Linked DNA regions of Mus musculus: region 1 is linked to region 2. A link is a contact called in public Hi-C data. All regions are on one chromosome and are shown on one strand. The core of a region is the stretch at or near the end of the contact, and the rest is flanking DNA. Distances in the headings are between cores, read along the strand shown.

What was found. Hi-C and Micro-C count contacts between places; a contact is called where the count stands out from the background.
Region 1: a contact with region 2 is called in a Hi-C map of extraembryonic ectoderm, with 1.7 times the contacts expected there. The contact joins the enhancer-like site here to the promoter of Wnt3 in region 2. A contact is called at or near these places in 7 of 39 promoter capture datasets (the HPC-7 cell line, cranial neural crest, embryonic stem cells and 3 more), 45 of 484 Hi-C or Micro-C datasets (the N1E-115 cell line, brain, cerebellar granule neurons and 18 more), 14 of 115 datasets of contacts at active chromatin or transcription factors (craniofacial prominence, embryonic midbrain, embryonic stem cells and 6 more) and 3 of 9 other capture datasets (adipose tissue, liver and pancreatic islet).

What each region holds. Positions count from the first base shown.
Region 1 is chr11:103,812,286-103,816,558 of GRCm38.p6, forward strand. It overlaps Wnt3 (wingless-type MMTV integration site family, member 3), which reads left to right. Exons shown (of 5, transcript NM_009521.2): 4 at 1-483; 5 at 3,792-4,273. The coding sequence ends at 475. Among named protein-coding and RNA genes, the nearest start is that of Gm35365, 32 kb to the right of the region's middle. Within about 2 kb of position 2,741, at least 21 of the 459 cell types and tissues checked have an H3K27ac peak or open chromatin away from gene starts, as enhancers often do. A contact at or near this core is called in extraembryonic ectoderm, intestinal crypt epithelium and stem cell-derived cardiac mesoderm, where this site is marked.
Region 2 is chr11:103,772,797-103,777,033 of GRCm38.p6, forward strand. It overlaps Wnt3 (wingless-type MMTV integration site family, member 3), which reads left to right and starts at 1,379. Exons shown (of 5, transcript NM_009521.2): 1 at 1,379-1,552. The coding sequence starts at 1,473. It also overlaps a transcript of Wnt9b not described here.

The sequences.
Region 1 (4,273 bases), core at 1,491-3,990, 41 kb after region 2:
CCTGGACCACATGCACCTAAAGTGTAAATGCCACGGGTTGTCCGGCAGCTGCGAGGTGAAGACCTGCTGGTGGGCCCAGCCCGACTTCCGTGCCATTGGCGACTTCCTCAAGGACAAGTACGACAGTGCCTCCGAGATGGTGGTGGAGAAACACCGTGAGTCCCGAGGCTGGGTGGAGACCCTGCGGGCTAAGTACGCGCTCTTCAAGCCACCCACCGAGAGGGACCTGGTCTACTACGAGAACTCCCCCAACTTTTGTGAGCCCAACCCAGAGACGGGCTCCTTTGGTACCAGGGACCGGACTTGCAATGTCACCTCCCACGGCATCGATGGCTGCGATCTGCTGTGCTGTGGCCGGGGCCACAACACGAGGACGGAGAAACGGAAGGAGAAATGCCATTGCGTCTTCCACTGGTGCTGCTATGTCAGCTGCCAAGAGTGTATTCGCATCTACGATGTGCACACCTGCAAGTAGTGAGCCAGGTAGGGCGCGGGGCGGGACGTGGGACTGCCCTCTCCTCCCATCCGCTAGGCCTGCTCTTCTGATTCTCGGCTTCCCAAGACGAACAAGTTCCCAAAGCTGAAGTCAGAAACTAGGCTTCCCACGCTTCCACGGGAATGGTCTTGGGGAGCGACTTGACGTATTTACACGAGGCTCAGATAATGACTGAGGGTGTGCACGTCAGCCACAAGCAATTGATTAAAATTCTTACACAAATTAGCAGTGATGAGCCAGACCAGATTTGTTCATGGCTGCTGGCTGTCATTAGTGAGCATCTATTCGGCCAGAAGAGAGGTTGAGGTCTGGTCCCAGCCATGCCCCTAAAAGTGTCATATCTCAGGGCCTCAGTTTCCCTACTGTCTAAAGGAGAGGTTCAAATGTCAGAAACAGGGGCAGGGTATGGTGGGACTGGCCTTTAATCCCAGCACTTAGGAGGCTGAGGCATCTGGATCTGAGTGTGAGGTCTGGCTGGTCTCCATAGAGAGTTCTAGGCCAGGACTACACAGTGAGACCCTGAGACAGTCACCTAGTAAGTCTCTCCTAACCCTGGGGCAGAGTCATTTCACATCACCCATGAACTGAGAGGGCAAGCTTTGACCTAACACAAATCCTCCAGAGCTTGGGAAGGTGGGTGGGGGAAGCCAGATCTGAAGCTTGGGTGGAGCGGGAGCACTCTCACCAAGTTTATGGAGGGAGACAGGAAAGAGGAGAGCTCCCAGTTCAGAGCGGCTGGGGTGAGTGACCGTGGGATAAAAGCCTGGTGGATTATGCTTCCAAGCTTCCCAGAGGTGGCCTGCATGCGTGGGAGGACCCCAAGAAAGGTCAGCCTGGAAGCAGAGTGATCCTAGAGGCTCTGGCATGGGCCAGTGTGACCCTTGTCTCTGTCCCCTCCCCTGAGAGGGCTCTGCTAGTGAGTCTGACTCTCAACTGGCTTTTCTTATTTGTCAACCAACAACTCTGGCTTCAGCATCTGTTACCTTCCCCGAGCAGCTGTGAGGAACGTGGGAAACCACATTGGTTCCTGGAAAAGCAGCTTTCTGTCCATCTATGGATGGCCAGCGCAGTGTGTTCCACCCAGGGACCTTGGAGCTGGTGACACACCAGAGCTGGTGGCTCATGTCTGCGCTCTGTAAGGGTGGGGGGGTACCTGACATCACAAGCCCATCTAAGAAGTTCCTTGTGGGGCTTAGGTTCCATTCCCAGGGTCCCTCTAGAACCATACAGGAGGCGTGGGTTTTCTTTATCAAGGTCAAGGCTGGAAGGAAGACAGCGGCGAGCTTTAGCGCTTCACGCGCCCACTGCTGAACCTCGCTCCTCATCTGCGCAGTGATGGCAGTATGGGGATCTTGATGGATTTTTATAAAGCTCAAGTTAGTGGGTGTGAATGCTGCTCTAAGTGTCAGGGTTGCCATCAGCGTTAGCACGGGGTTGCTGCAAAGGAAGATCCCATGGGCGTTCTTTCTGCTTTTCAAAGGGATGGGAGAAAAGTCAGCAAGTAGGAAGGTTGAGGTGGAAGGAAGCAGACCATGACGGCCGCCTTCTCTGGTATTCACTCTGACAAGAGTTAGCCCTGCACCCCCCAATATCAGATAGTACATACATAGCTCTGGCCGTTTTGAGGAGCTCTTGGTGTGGCTTCTTATCACTCAGCTAGAAGGGCCATTTGTCCTGACCACCCATGTCACTGAAGGTTAGACTTGAGTTAATGGCCTAGATAGACCCAGGGGTCTGCTTCCAGAAGCTTCCTATGTAGGCTTGCATAGGCCTCAGCATTGCCAACCCAAGCTTGATACATGGGGCAGTGTGGGTCCAAGATACAGAGCCCATGACTCCACTCCGTCCTTGCCCATGTGGGCAGCTGAGATCTTCCAGGCAGGGAAGGAGGTGCAGGGTGAGCCTTTGTTGTCCAGCAAATCGCTCCACTCCAATCCTTGCCTAAAAATGATCTCCTAAGAAGAATTGGGTGTAGCTGGGTAGTAGAACACTTACACCCCTGAATCAATCTCCAGTACTGGGGAGAGGGGAAAGCAGCCCCCTTTCCTCACATTCCTAAGGTAGACACTTGCTGTTTTTCTAGTATCATGCAGACATGTTTTTAAGAAGCTATGCCCACAGAGTTCACAGCCTTAATCCCTTCCCATGGGGTGGGGGGTGGAGGGGGGAGGAGGACTGGACTCTCAACCTCACACTTCCTGATAAGAAAGATCCCTCCCACTGGGATGTCCTTTGCCTCTCGGAGCCCAGGTTTCCTCCTGTGTGAAGTGATAAGGTCTGTGCCCTGCAGGGCTGCTCAGGAGCCAGACACAGCCATAAAGAGCCTGCTCTGGGCTCCTGGTTTGGAGCCATAGGCCAGAAGGTGGTTGAGACCTGGTTCCTTCCTGTCCTTTCACCCCCGAAGGCGCTGCTACTGATGGAAGCCAAGGGACAAATGGGCAGGGAGACAGCAGGCATAGAAGGCTCTGGCTTTTTTCTTGCACAAAGGGGCCACAGAGCAGAGCCCAGCAGGCCACATGCCCTTCTCTGAGAAGAGTTCAGCACAGTGGTAGCATCCAGTCCTCCCTAAGTGGGGAAGACACCTTCTCCATTGCTTGAGGTTTGTCCACTGTCTCCACTTAGCCACTAGCTTGGTATCCGAGTGCTGGTAGTTTACAAATATCTGATTTATTCTTTTTATCCCTATGTCGGAAAGGCTATGAATCTAGTCACCCCCTCTAACTGGCCCTGTGTCCTGGGTCTGTTACTAGTCTTTTGTGGGACCTTAGGCATATCCAGGTCGTCTTGCTATGCCTGGTTCAGCTCTGCCAGCAGCACCAGAGATGAGGGTTGGCTGGGGGTTGGGGGGTGCCTGGGGCGTGGCTCAGTACCTCAGATCCCACGGGATAGGGCTGTACAGAGTGATCATGCTCAGGAAAGCACCCTGGGAGGGAGTTCACCATAACTAGGTAGAGTCCGTTTCTTTTGGACAATTCACGGCAGTTGTGCGTCTGATGGCAGGCACTAGCCCTGCTGTGACTGGTGGCTCAGACTGGCAGGCTTTTCCGTCTCCACGTAGGAAGGGCAATGCTCCCTTGGTTACCTACAGTGGGCTTCCTCAGCTAGGAGGAGGTTTGAGTTGTGTGGATGCAGGCTCTGTTCTTCCTGAGGATGGCATGTCCTCCCTCAACAGCAGGCTCTGGGGCGAGGAGGGAGGCAGGGCTGGCAGCGTAGGCAGCCTGTGATCTTTGCATCCCAGGGGGTGATGTTGACAGCAGTTATGAGGTTTCTGATTCTTCCTGTTTATTTCCCAAAGGGCACTGGGAAGGGGTAGATTGTGCGGCTGGATCCATTCATCGAAGTCCCATGAGAAGCAGGATCTAGATCCAGGCCAGCCTTCGGCACTGGCCAGCAAGGAGCATGGACTGTTGCCAGCTGCATGTGATAAACGACCTGGACCCAGCCGGCCTCGGACGGACGGGCGGCTTCTTTCTCAACTAACGTCTCTCCCCCTGCTCTGGATGGTGTACGGCTTTACAGAGGGGCTTTCTTTATGGTTTTACCAGGGTCTGCTGGGGACAGACTCGAGGCTTACCTTTGCACATGTTAAAGAAAATAAAAATGAAAAAAAAAAATCTACCGCAACAGAACAGGCTGGGCTAGTGTGAGCTCTTGGCCTGGTGGGAAGGACAAGACCATGGCGAGATTCTGTGTCCAAGCTGCCTCTACTCGTGACATTCCAAGATGCCTCTGAGGTGGGAACTGTGAAGTAGGACAGAGCCCCGCAGTCCCCTCTTG
Region 2 (4,237 bases), core at 129-2,628:
GAATGTCTGCTCCCCGTAGGACTTCCCTCAGTCCCATCCACCCCTAACAGCAAGAAAGCCCGCCATTCCTGGCTAGGCAGGTTTGGGTGGGCTCCCTCTCTTCACCGTCTACACAGTTAAGTCCCACCATGGCTTCTCCTTTGGCTTGCTTTCTAGGTCCCAAGCCAGGAGCATTTCAAGGGCTGAATGTCTTCTGTGTCCGGGTAGAGAGGCTGAGGTACCTAGGTAAGGGGACTGAATCCTAACAATCTAGGTATGATTGGGCTCAGACTTAACTCCCAAACTGTGGAGAACTGGTAAGAAGAGTGCCCCTTGGAGGCCTGAACAGTTCCCCTTGTATAAGAGCTTCAGTAGGTCGTAGGGTGAATCTGGTGTCTGCACGGGACAACGCTTAAACACCAATCGCCAGGTTTTAGTTTCTCATCCGTAGAAGGGTCGGGAATATAGGTCAGAGACCTGGACATAGGGGAGGTAGATGTTCCTGAAGAGCCCTCGCCCCCAACCACTAATAGACAGAGCTATACCGTGTTTCACTAGTCCCAAATGCTTCCATCCTAAGATCCAAGAAACTGCAGGTACTGCTGAGGTCCGGCCAGCACGCCTGCAGGAGGAGAAAGTGACCGAATCCTCCCGCAGGAAATGCAAACGGCGGCTGGTGTCAGTTGCAGGAAATGCAAAGGCTGCAGGAGGTCGCGATACCAATCTGACTCTTGACAAAAGACTCAAATGACACTAGCTCTGTCCCCCGGCGCCGCCGGCTGGCAGACCTTCAGAGCCTCAGCGGACTCTCCCGCGCGCCCCTCGGACACCCTGGAAGCGACCTGCGGCCGGGTGGCAGGGGCCGCCAGCTCGCGAGCCCGAAAAGGCTGGAGACTGGGAGGGGTTGCATTTTCCTAGCCCCTGATCCCAGTCGCGCGATCTGGAAACAACCCCTTTGCTTTCTAGTCTCGATTCCTTACGGGCCCAAGTGCCAAGGGATCACAGAAAAGGGAGCCACCCATCAATGCCCAAGCCGACCCCTTCACCACGTGAACGCCGGGTCAAAGCTCCAGCTCCCTAAACCTGGCTCGCGTGGACTGGGAAGGGGGTGTCCCAGGCCAGCAGAGAATCCAGCGTGCCGGGTCCTCCCGAGGCCTCCGTGCGCCCGGGGCGCAGGCTTTGCCCAAGTTTGCCGGGAGATGCCCTTCCCAGAGCCGGAGTTGTGGGCCGGGCGGGAGGGGCCCGTGATTGACAGGCTGAACTACAGACTCATCTCTTACCTTAGGCCGCGGGCGCTGATTGGCTGCTCGCTGACATCCTCAAACCCGGCTGCTCGGCGCTGGGCTCCGGAGGGGGGCGGCTGCGGGTGGAGGTGCGCCTCTGACAAGCCCGAAAGTCATTTCCAACCTCAAGTGGACTTTGTTCCAACTATTGGGGGCGTCGCTCCCCCTCTTCATGATCGCCGGCAAACTTCCTCCTCGGCGCTGCTTCTAATGGAGCCCCACCTGCTCGGGCTGCTACTCGGCCTCCTGCTCAGTGGCACCAGGGTCCTCGCTGGCTACCCAATTTGGTGGTAAGACTTGCCTCTTGTCTGCCTGCGGCCCCGATCTCTCGGCCGCACCCGGGGACGGTGGGAGGCGCTGGCCGGGTCTGGGCTGCAGCAGGCCTGGGGCTCTTTTCTCCTTGCTTCCCGCTAGCCCCCCAGCCGTCCACCCCTCTTGGATCTTCTGCTGGTGTCGCCTTCCGAATCCAACTCCTGGCTTCTCAGATAATCACCATTTTCCCTGCTACCCGCCGCAGAGGCGGGAGGGCTCTCCCTACCCCTGAAGGTCTCTCGTTCTTAGTCTTCACCCTCTCCCACCCCAATTTGGGGGTCCCGAAGAACCTTCGTTTGCTCACACTTGCATTTCTGTGCTGTCCCCGCGGCCCGGCCACTCCTCTTCTCCATTTTAGGGTCTCCGTGGGTAAAATTATCCTGTCCTTTTTCGCCACCGCACCTCTTCGGTGTCTCGGTCAAGAGATTTCCCCCACAATACTCGCGTTTGCCTTCATATTTGAGACCTTAAGGGCTTTGGGAATCCCAAGCAGGGGACTTAGGGGGTATTTCAGTAGATTCTCCCCACTCCGTTCTAGATTAATTTTGAGCCTCTGAAGTGACTATAGAATTTGCTGATCCTAGATGCCATTGCTGATCCGGGTGTATTCGTTCCTTGCTTGTCCATCCCGGAGAAAAGCGAGGTGGGGGCTCTTTGAAAATGTACTTGTTTGGGAGGGGTAGGCTTGCTGGGTTTTTTTGAGCGAAAACCTAGTTCTCCATGTCAAATTCGTTGCTTTTGGAAGACGGGGAAGCTAGGAGAAAGGGCGAGGGAAGGGGGAATGCTGTCCCTGAGAAATACGGATACAAAAGGCATTTTAGTAAATAAGGCTGGGCGAGCAGGCGGAGTACTTGGAGCTGATGGGTGTGTGAAGGGATTCACTGGAAGATAAACCGCCTTTTGGAAGCCCCAGCTCCAGAGACTCCCCTGTTTTCCAAGCCTCATTGCTGCTCCTCCTCTGTAGGTCCTCCGGTGGAAGACACTAAAACCAGTTTTCTAAATTACACCCCAGCCCTCTCAGTCTCCAGCCCCCTGCATTCCGGAAAACTTTAATAAAAGAACCCTCCCCTCCTGGGCAGTGGCTAGAGCCCTGGGGGGGGTGGGAGGTGAGGAGGAGGAGGAATTTGGGACCTCTGAGTAAGAAGGAGACTGGCCCCTGGGGTGAAAGTTAGAAGTGCTACCAGGGTAAAGTGCTGCCTACATGGCCCCCTCCCTGCCTGCTACCTGCAAGCCTGCAGTATGAGGCTCAGAGCTTATAAAATACTGGGCCACACCCCAAGCCTTTTTCCAGATGCTTTGGGGTGTCTGAAGGCCAGGGGAGGGGGCAGTCATGAACCCAGGCACCCAAGCCATGGCCTGCCCAAGGTTCTGTTTAGAGGGTCCAGGAGTTGCTCCTTAGGTTGATAAATACGCCAAGGACAGACCATCTTTCTTTCCTGTGGACTTGGGCTGGTCTGGGGCTCCTGTGTGGAGTCTATAGAGCCTGTGCATGCTGGGGACAGCCAGGGATTCCACAGTGAGGTTCTGCCAATTGGTGAAAGGTTGCCTCTGCCTCCGGACTTTCCTTCCCCCAGCCAAGGCCAAACTCTGCCTTCTCAGAGACCCTGCGGTGGCGGGTGCATAGGAAGAGAGGGTGCCTGGAGCCCTAGGGATGGCATAGAGGAAAAAGGAGAGAGTGGGCTTGCTAGTTCTGTGAACTGGAAGAGAGCACTTCCTGGGGCAGTACCAGTAGGTTAGATGGTGGTAACAGTAGCCTCTGTGTGTAGTAATGTCCAGGAATATCTAGGTAAGGTCCCCATCCGACAAGAAATATTAGGAAAACCTGGAGGGCAGAGACAGGTCCTAACATAACATACATGGCCTGTTTGGGGGTTAAGGGGGGACCAGATGGCTGCTTTTGTCTGAGCCATAGAGAGTATGTATGGGTATTTTTGAGATGGGTGGTTTGTCAGTGCCTGTGGCTACGACCTCTGTGTGTGTAATACAGTGTGTGCTCTAGGTCAGTGACCCTAAGTGTCTGTGTACCTGTATGTCTCTGTGGGTAGAAGCTGTTAGTGCCTGAGACCCAGGCAAGTGTTTTGTGTGAAACCTTTTGGTGTGTGCCTAGGGGATCTGCGGCCCACAGCAGGGTATGCTGTATCTGCATACAAGTATCAGCAAGTGGCTGGTTCTGTGATGTGACACAGAAGTCGAGAAGTATCCGTTGCTTGTGTAAAGGGGGACCTCCTGGCTTTTGCCTGTGATACTGGACATGGCAGTATTTGTGTTTGGACTTGTGTGCTGTCTGTGCATGTGTCTGTGTGTGTCCCTTCACCCGCGCATGCCTTCCTGACAGCGTAAGGGGGAGGCCCAACAAATGTCTTTGTGCGTGAGATCGGTGTTCGTGGCATGACCAGCCATGGTTGGAAGTATGAGAGTGAGCCTGGGAGGCCTGGCTGAGGGCTGTGTCCGGGCCCAGCTTCTGATCGTGACCCCAAATGCCAGTGACATAGTTTTGTGCCAGTGGTTATGCGTCTGTGGTCATGTTTGCTGACACCTGACTTGTGGGTGTGAAGAATACCTGAAAGGGGTGCTTGGTGGCCATCAGTGGCCCTGAGGGGAAAGACAGGCAGGAAGTGGAGGTCTCAGAAGGTGGCTGCAGACACAATCGGTCTGGGATCCCA